Regions from separate parts of the Sus scrofa genome. Here region 2 is linked to region 1. A link is a contact called in public HiChIP or PLAC-seq data. All regions are on one chromosome and are shown on one strand. Each heading gives the region's core, a stretch centred on a gene start, on an enhancer-like site or on the middle of the called end of the contact. The rest is flanking DNA. Distances are from core to core; before and after follow the strand shown. Region 1 overlaps PRKAR2A (protein kinase cAMP-dependent type II regulatory subunit alpha). Region 2 overlaps C13H3orf62.

Region 1 (3,299 bases), core at 329-2,828:
ACTAGGAACCATGAGGTTGTGGGTTCTATCCCTGGCCTTGCTCAGTGGGTTAACAATCTGGTGTCGCCGTGAGCTGCGGTGTAGGTTGCAGCCGAGGCTCGGATCTGGCATTGCTGTGCCTGTGGCTTACGCCAGCAGGTGTAGCTCCAATTAGATCCCTAGCCTGGGAACCTCCATATGCCATGGGTGCGGCCCTAAAAAGCAATAAAAAATTATACTCTTCCATAATCAACCACAGATAGTGGTTCAACATGATCACATAAAAACAGTATAAAGAATAACATATGTCTTTGAATACAAGCTATTTATAACTTCAACATACTCAGTGGCAATTTTATTTCTGCTCACATCAAGTTCCATACAATCTGTATCACACCAAATGAATAAAAAACCTATTAAATTTACTAGTACTGTTATGACATCAAATAGTTACATTTTCTTCTATTAAAGATAATCCCCAAACGTGCTAGCTAATCGCATTTACATTTCATTTTAAATTTTTTAATGAGTATTACTAAAATGAAAAATTAAGCATTAAGTTATACTCTCCCTAAATATGGGTGGGTTTTCTCCGCCCATTGTCAGAGTATTAATGAGAAAAATGTATCCCATGTCTTTAGGTTAAAAAAAAAAAAAAGTTTTCTTATTGCTAATTTTTTTCTACTTTTCACCTATCATTCCTTATATTTGATAGTTATCTAAATTCTTACCACTAAGCTATATCATTGAACAAAGTGATTTTTTTAACCTTAAAAGATTATTCTACTTTCATTTAAAAATGCATAATATGCCATATAAACCCTCCAAAAAACCCCAGAAATTTGAGAATTATGAAAAACAAATTGAAAATGGCTCAGCCAAAGTTTAACATGAGGCCTTTGAAATAAATATAGACCCTGAGGTTCCCATCGTGGCTCAGTGGTTAACTAATCCGACTAGGAACCATGAGGTTGCAAGTTCAATTCCTGGCCTTGCTCAGTGGCTTAAGGATCCGGCATTGCCATGAGCTGTGGTGTAGGTAACAGACCGGCTCGGATCTGGTGTTGCTGTGGCTCTGGCATAGGCTGGTGGCTACAGCTCCGATTGGATCCGTAGCCTGGGAACCTCCATATGCCATGGGAGCGGCCCTAGAAAAGGCAAAAAGACAAAAAAAAAAAAAAAAAAAGAAAAAGAAAAGAAAAGAAATATAGACCCAGGAAGGAGGCAAATGCTCATTTATCCTAATAGGATTGGATTATTTTTTTACATAGCATGGAGTCAAAGTCATGTTACTGGAACCATCAGACAAATATTCAGTTAAAAACTCCAGCCATTCCTGATAGAAAGTACCTACAACTTGGAGCTCCTATCGTGGCTCAGAGGTAACAAATCTGACTGGTATCCGTGGGGACATACAATCCCTGGCCTCACTCAGTGGGTTAAAGATCTGGTGTTACCGTAAGCTGTGATATAGGTCATAGACGCAGCTTAGATCCTGAGTTACTGTGGCTGTAGGTAACAGCCAGCAGCTGTAGGTAATAGGCCAGCAGCTACAGCTCCGATTCAACCCCTAGCCTGGGAACTTCCCTACGCCATAGGGTGTGGCCCTGAAAAAAAAAAAGAAAGGACCTACAACAAGCTCTCACTACTTCCTCAATAAGAGAGTGGACTAGTCAAAATTAATCCATCCACCAGGAAAGAAAGTGATAAATTCAGTTCAACAAATACAGGCAGAATGCCTAGTATGTGCCATGCACTATAGTAAACAATTTGGGATACATCAGTAAACAACACAAAGATCTCCTGTGATTTCATGGAGCTTGCATTCTAGGTTGGAGGATGTGGGAGGGTTTCTTTTTTATTTTCCAATATTTTTTTGGCTGTACACATGGCATGTGGAGGTTCCTGGGCCAGGGATCAAACCTGCGTCATGGCAGCAATCCAAGCTGCTGCAGTGACAAGGGAATTCCCTGGAAAAGTTTCCTTTGATCATGTGCTTGTCACTCAGGTAGACAGATGAAATGTACACCAGCTTTAAGTCCTGAACCTAGGGCTCATGGGATTTCCAAAATTAAAACCCCATTAAACATTAGTATAAACCTAAAATTATAAAGCACACAGTGAAACAACTTAGCATGGATGTTATCAGGAGACAAATCAAACAAAAGATTAGATATCAAGCTTATAGAGCTATTGGAATTCCTGATGTGGCAGCAAAAGGATCAGCGGTGTTTCTGGAGCACTGGAGCAGTGGGTTAAGGATCCAGTATTAACCTGGTACTGTACCCAGCTCCGTACAGTGGGTTAAGGATGTGGCACTGCTGCAGCTGTGGAGTAGGTTGCAACAGTGGCTTGGATCTAATTTCTGGCCTGGGAATTCCACATGCTGCAGGGTGGTCAAAAAAAAAATAAAATAAAATAAAAGATTATAGAACTATTGTAAAATAAGAATAGTATGTCTGAAACAAAGAGATAAAAGAAGGAATAAAAAATTTTAAGTTCAGGAGTTCCCTTCATTGCTCCGTGGTTAACGAATCCAACTAGGATCCATGAGGACTCAGGTTCAATCCCTGCCCTCGCTCAGTGAGTTAAGGATCTGGCGTTGCCGTGAGCTGTGGTGTAGGTCGCAGACGTGGGTCGGATCCCGTGTTGCTGTGGCTCTGGTGTAGGCTGGCGGCTACAGCTCCGATTCAACCCCTAGCCTGGGAACCTCCATATGCTGCAGGAGCGGCCCAAGAAATGGCAGAAAGACAAAAAAAAAAAGAAAAAAAGGATCCGGAGTTGGAGTTGCTGTTGCTGTGGGGTAGGCCGGTGGCTACAGCTCTGATTCAACCCCTAGCCTGGGAACCTTCATGTGCCGAGGGTATGGTCATAAAAAGCAAGAAAAAAAAAAAAAAAGAAAAAGAAATTTAAATGCATACACATGAAACTGATACAACATTGCTAAGTCAATTATACTCCAAAAAAATTTGAAAAAAAAATTTAAATGCAAACTTAAAAGTACTACTTTATCATGGAAAAAAGACATCTTTTAAAATTCTTAACGTGTTCCCTCTAACCATAAGAGTTCAAAAGCATAAAAAAAAAGTTGACTTGCAGTATAAAATGTAATTAAAAACAAAAGAGACTTGAGGCATTTAGCTCGAACGGATGAAAAGGTAAACAAAATGGGTATATACATGCTGCCTGATAAAACTGTGTTATTTCATTTTTAATTAGTATACATCATATAAGCATTTATAGGCCAGAGGAAAAAGCTGCAGTTAGAGCAAGATACAATGCCAATGCACACAGAGAAAGCAATCAATGACTGTAGCAGT
Region 2 (3,349 bases), core at 624-3,123, 370 kb after region 1:
AGACTCACTCCCTAAACCCCTGATCCATGCAGATGAGCACAAATCTTCCTGCCACCCTGAAGCAGACGACAAAGGTAGGAAGGTGTCCTTTGGGCACCTTGGGGAGCCAGGGATGCAGACATAACAGATGTCCCCAGGGAAATGATCATGTGGCCATCCTAGCTACTCTGGGACTGGTATGCCAGAGGCTCGGGGCTTACCTGCTTTACTTGATGTCTGTGTTTCTACAGTGAGGAAGAGCTCCTCAGGATGAATTAACCCTTCGGTAAATCTGAATTTTCACATAAAGGTTTTGCTAAAACAGAAGTAGACTTGTTAAGCTGGCCAGGGAGAACCTGAACCCTCTCTCTTACCCCATCCCAACCGGTGCTCAGCCCTCTTTCCCAAGGGCCGCTGTCTCTGCTGCTGGCAGAAAAAAAAAAATCCTCTCATTTCAGTTTTGTAGGGTTAGGGCTAGATTCCCATTCCCCGTAGCCATCCCCTCTGTAAAGCCTCTCCAGGGGAGTAAGAACGAAGTTCTGAGAAACAGCTCTGTGAGACTTAAAGCTTCCATCCATGAGGGTCCAACACCTTCAGAGAAGGATAAGGCCCTTGTCAGGGTCCTGCTGAGCCTGTGGCATAAGGCTTGTAGACCAGAGGGGTCTGTATCCAGAAATGTTTTATTACTCTGTAGGCCTTGGACCTGTCCCCGTGTGTGTAAACTGTGAAGGGTACCTCTGGGCATGTATCTGGTGAAGGATGCCCAAGACTGGTTGTTGGAGATGAGAGTTTTAAAAAAAACAACTCTAATTTCTTCTCTCTACAGACATGTCTACATGTCCTCTGCAAACTTAACAATACAGACAAAAAAGACCAAAACCCTCCTTGGTCCCTCCATAACAATTTTATGCATGCATGCTCATACTTACATTTCACAAACTTGGGATCAACTGCATTTAAAAAAAAAAAAAAACATTTTAAAATGTATTTGGAATAAACTCAGATTTACAGGAAAGTTGCAAAGATAGTTTAAATATGTCCTTCACCCAGCTTCTCTTAATGTTAACATCTTGCATAACTATGGCATATTTGTCAAAACTAAGAAACTAACATAAATACATTAATAATAGCTAAACTTGAACCTGTATTTATACTTCATCCATTTTTCCATTCATGTCCTCTCTGTTCCAGGACGAATCCAGAATACTGTGCTGCATTTAGCCATTCTGTCTCCTCAGAGTCTGCTGCTGTGTGACAGTTTTTGACTCTGACAGTCTTGGCTTTGACAGTCTTGAGGACTGTCCAGGTAGCCTGTAGAATATCCCCCAATCTGGGTTTATCTGACGTTTGTGTCATGATTGGCCTGAGGATGGGGGTTTTTGGTGGGAATACTGTGGAAACCAATAAAAACCAACCTTTTATTACCGCTTCCAGTCAGGTCTGGGTGACGTGCACAGGACACCATGGGTGGTGCTCATCTTTGCCAGTTGGTTAAGTGATGTCTGCCAGGCTTCTCCATGTAATCTACTCTCTTTCTCTGTCCCTGTTCTAGTCCTTCGGAGCAAGTCACTAAGTCCAGCTCACCCTCAAGGGGTGGTGAAGCGCAAGGATTGTTGGGGATGGGGATTAAGCTTCACCTCTGTGGGAGAGTATACACATCAATGCATATTATTTGGAACTCACTGTTGGGAGACCTGTTTTTTTGACTATCAAGTAGTCTGAAGTCTCTCCATCTAGATGGCCCCTTCTTCCCCTGAGAGGGGCAGCAAAAGGCTGTGAGCATTTCTTCTCATTTGCTCCTATCCTTCCTCCTCAGGGAGAAAAAACTGGTGCTCAACTTCCCAGTCTGTGAGCGTTTTTGAAGGGTGCCACCTGCTGCAAGGATTGAGCATTAGATGGCTTGGGAGGAGTCTCTGGTTAGCCTGTCCTGCCCTCTAACCTAGCAGGGCAGTACTGGTGACTGTACCCACAGCAAAGGCCTATCCCATGAAGTGACCAGAATCTAGTTCTAGGGATGCAGGCATGGGCCCAGCCTTGCACTGCTGAGTAGGTGCAAGGCCTCCAATTGGGAGCCTAGAGAAATATCCAGACTTTTGGTAAAGGGGTGTTGCCAGCTCTGCAGCCTGCCCTATGCTGGGTCACTAGCCAAAAATATGGCCAGGTCCTCACCTAGGCCTTCCTCCCCAGCTCTTTGGTTTATTTGGGTTTTGGGTCTCACAGCTTCTGCACCAATCTCCTCACACCCATCCTCCCCTAAGAGCCTAGGAGGTGGCCACTTCCCTGAGACTCAGTTTCTGGGAGGCATCATACCTTGCCCAACAAATTATTAGGTTTCCTGAAAGAACATCATGGTTTTGAGAGTTTTGTCCAAAAGTTTCTAATGATGTCCTTTCTCTCTAAGGGTGAGGCTAGAACCAGCCCTGCTAAACTCTTGCTGCTATGCTGACCTCAGAGGGCAGTGGCCTGTCTCCTCCTTCACTCCCTGCCTGTTTTGCCCCAGGAGGGTCATTATCATGGGAACCACCTCTGGCCTCCAGGGTGTCCAGGGCTGGAGTGGGGTAGATGAGGCTCAGGCATGAAGTGGATGGGCAAGACCCGTGCTTATCCCTCTCTATGCCCCCTCAACAGAGGGCCTAGATGTTTGACTTGGGATGTGTGGTAGAGCAGCCTCATGGGAATGTCCTGTCAGGAGGAGACCAGGGATGCAGCCAGCTACTCTGACATAAGGAGGCCTTTGAGCTGGGCAAGGGCAAGGATGAAGGGGTTGAGGGTCTGGACATGAGGAGGGCACTGGGCCCAGGCAGGAGACAGGTAGTCTTGTGTGCAGAGTGTGCAAATGTGGCAGATGCCTGGGCCAATTCTTCCATACAGGCTCAAGCAGGCCTGGGATGGGCTGGTCATAAGGGGTACAGAAAGCCCACACTGGTTTTTGGCCCCCATTCTTTTCCAGGGGCCCATGGGAAAAAACATCAAGAAACACACCAGAGGTCCATGACCTGCACCTGCCTTGGGTATTGGGTATATTGAATAACAATTAAAAAAAACAGTCAAGATATCAAAAAAAGTAAAGGAAAAAAACAAAGAAACATTTCAAAGCAACAGAACAAAAAAGAACAAAAAAAAAAAATGGGGCTCTCAGCTTAAAAAGGGACACAACTAGAAATTTAAAAGGCTGGGGTAATTCAGATTTTGGCAAGCCTTTGAAGAATGTGGCACCAATGACAACTGTGAATGCCAGGCACAGACGCTCTAAGTCAGCCTCCTGCTGTAAAGATCAAAGCTGAAGTCAACTGTCCTTACTCAATTTGGTATTTAAAAGAGGTCATCAAATTGTAGTCCTCTTCCAGGTCCAGAACTGTCTCCACGATAT

What was found. HiChIP or PLAC-seq counts read pairs in DNA pulled down with a chosen protein or histone mark.
Region 2: a contact with region 1 is called in an H3K27ac HiChIP or PLAC-seq map of alveolar macrophages. The contact joins two enhancer-like sites. A contact is called at or near these places in 1 of 47 Hi-C or Micro-C datasets (embryonic fibroblasts) and 1 of 2 datasets of contacts at active chromatin or transcription factors (alveolar macrophages).

What each region holds. Positions count from the first base shown.
Region 1 is chr13:31,474,078-31,477,376 of Sscrofa11.1, forward strand. The region is part of intron 1 of PRKAR2A (protein kinase cAMP-dependent type II regulatory subunit alpha); the gene reads right to left. Among named protein-coding and RNA genes, the nearest start is that of PRKAR2A, 41 kb to the right of the region's middle. Within about 2 kb of position 1,579, at least 2 of the 83 cell types and tissues checked have an H3K27ac peak or open chromatin away from gene starts, as enhancers often do. A contact at or near this core is called in alveolar macrophages, where this site is marked.
Region 2 is chr13:31,841,813-31,845,161 of Sscrofa11.1, forward strand. It overlaps C13H3orf62, which reads right to left. Exons shown (of 4, transcript XM_013981667.2): 4 at 1-3,349. The coding sequence ends at 3,276. It also overlaps a transcript of USP4 not described here. Among named protein-coding and RNA genes, the nearest start is that of C13H3orf62, 5.3 kb to the right of the region's middle. Within about 2 kb of position 1,874, at least 10 of the 83 cell types and tissues checked have an H3K27ac peak or open chromatin away from gene starts, as enhancers often do. A contact at or near this core is called in alveolar macrophages, where this site is marked.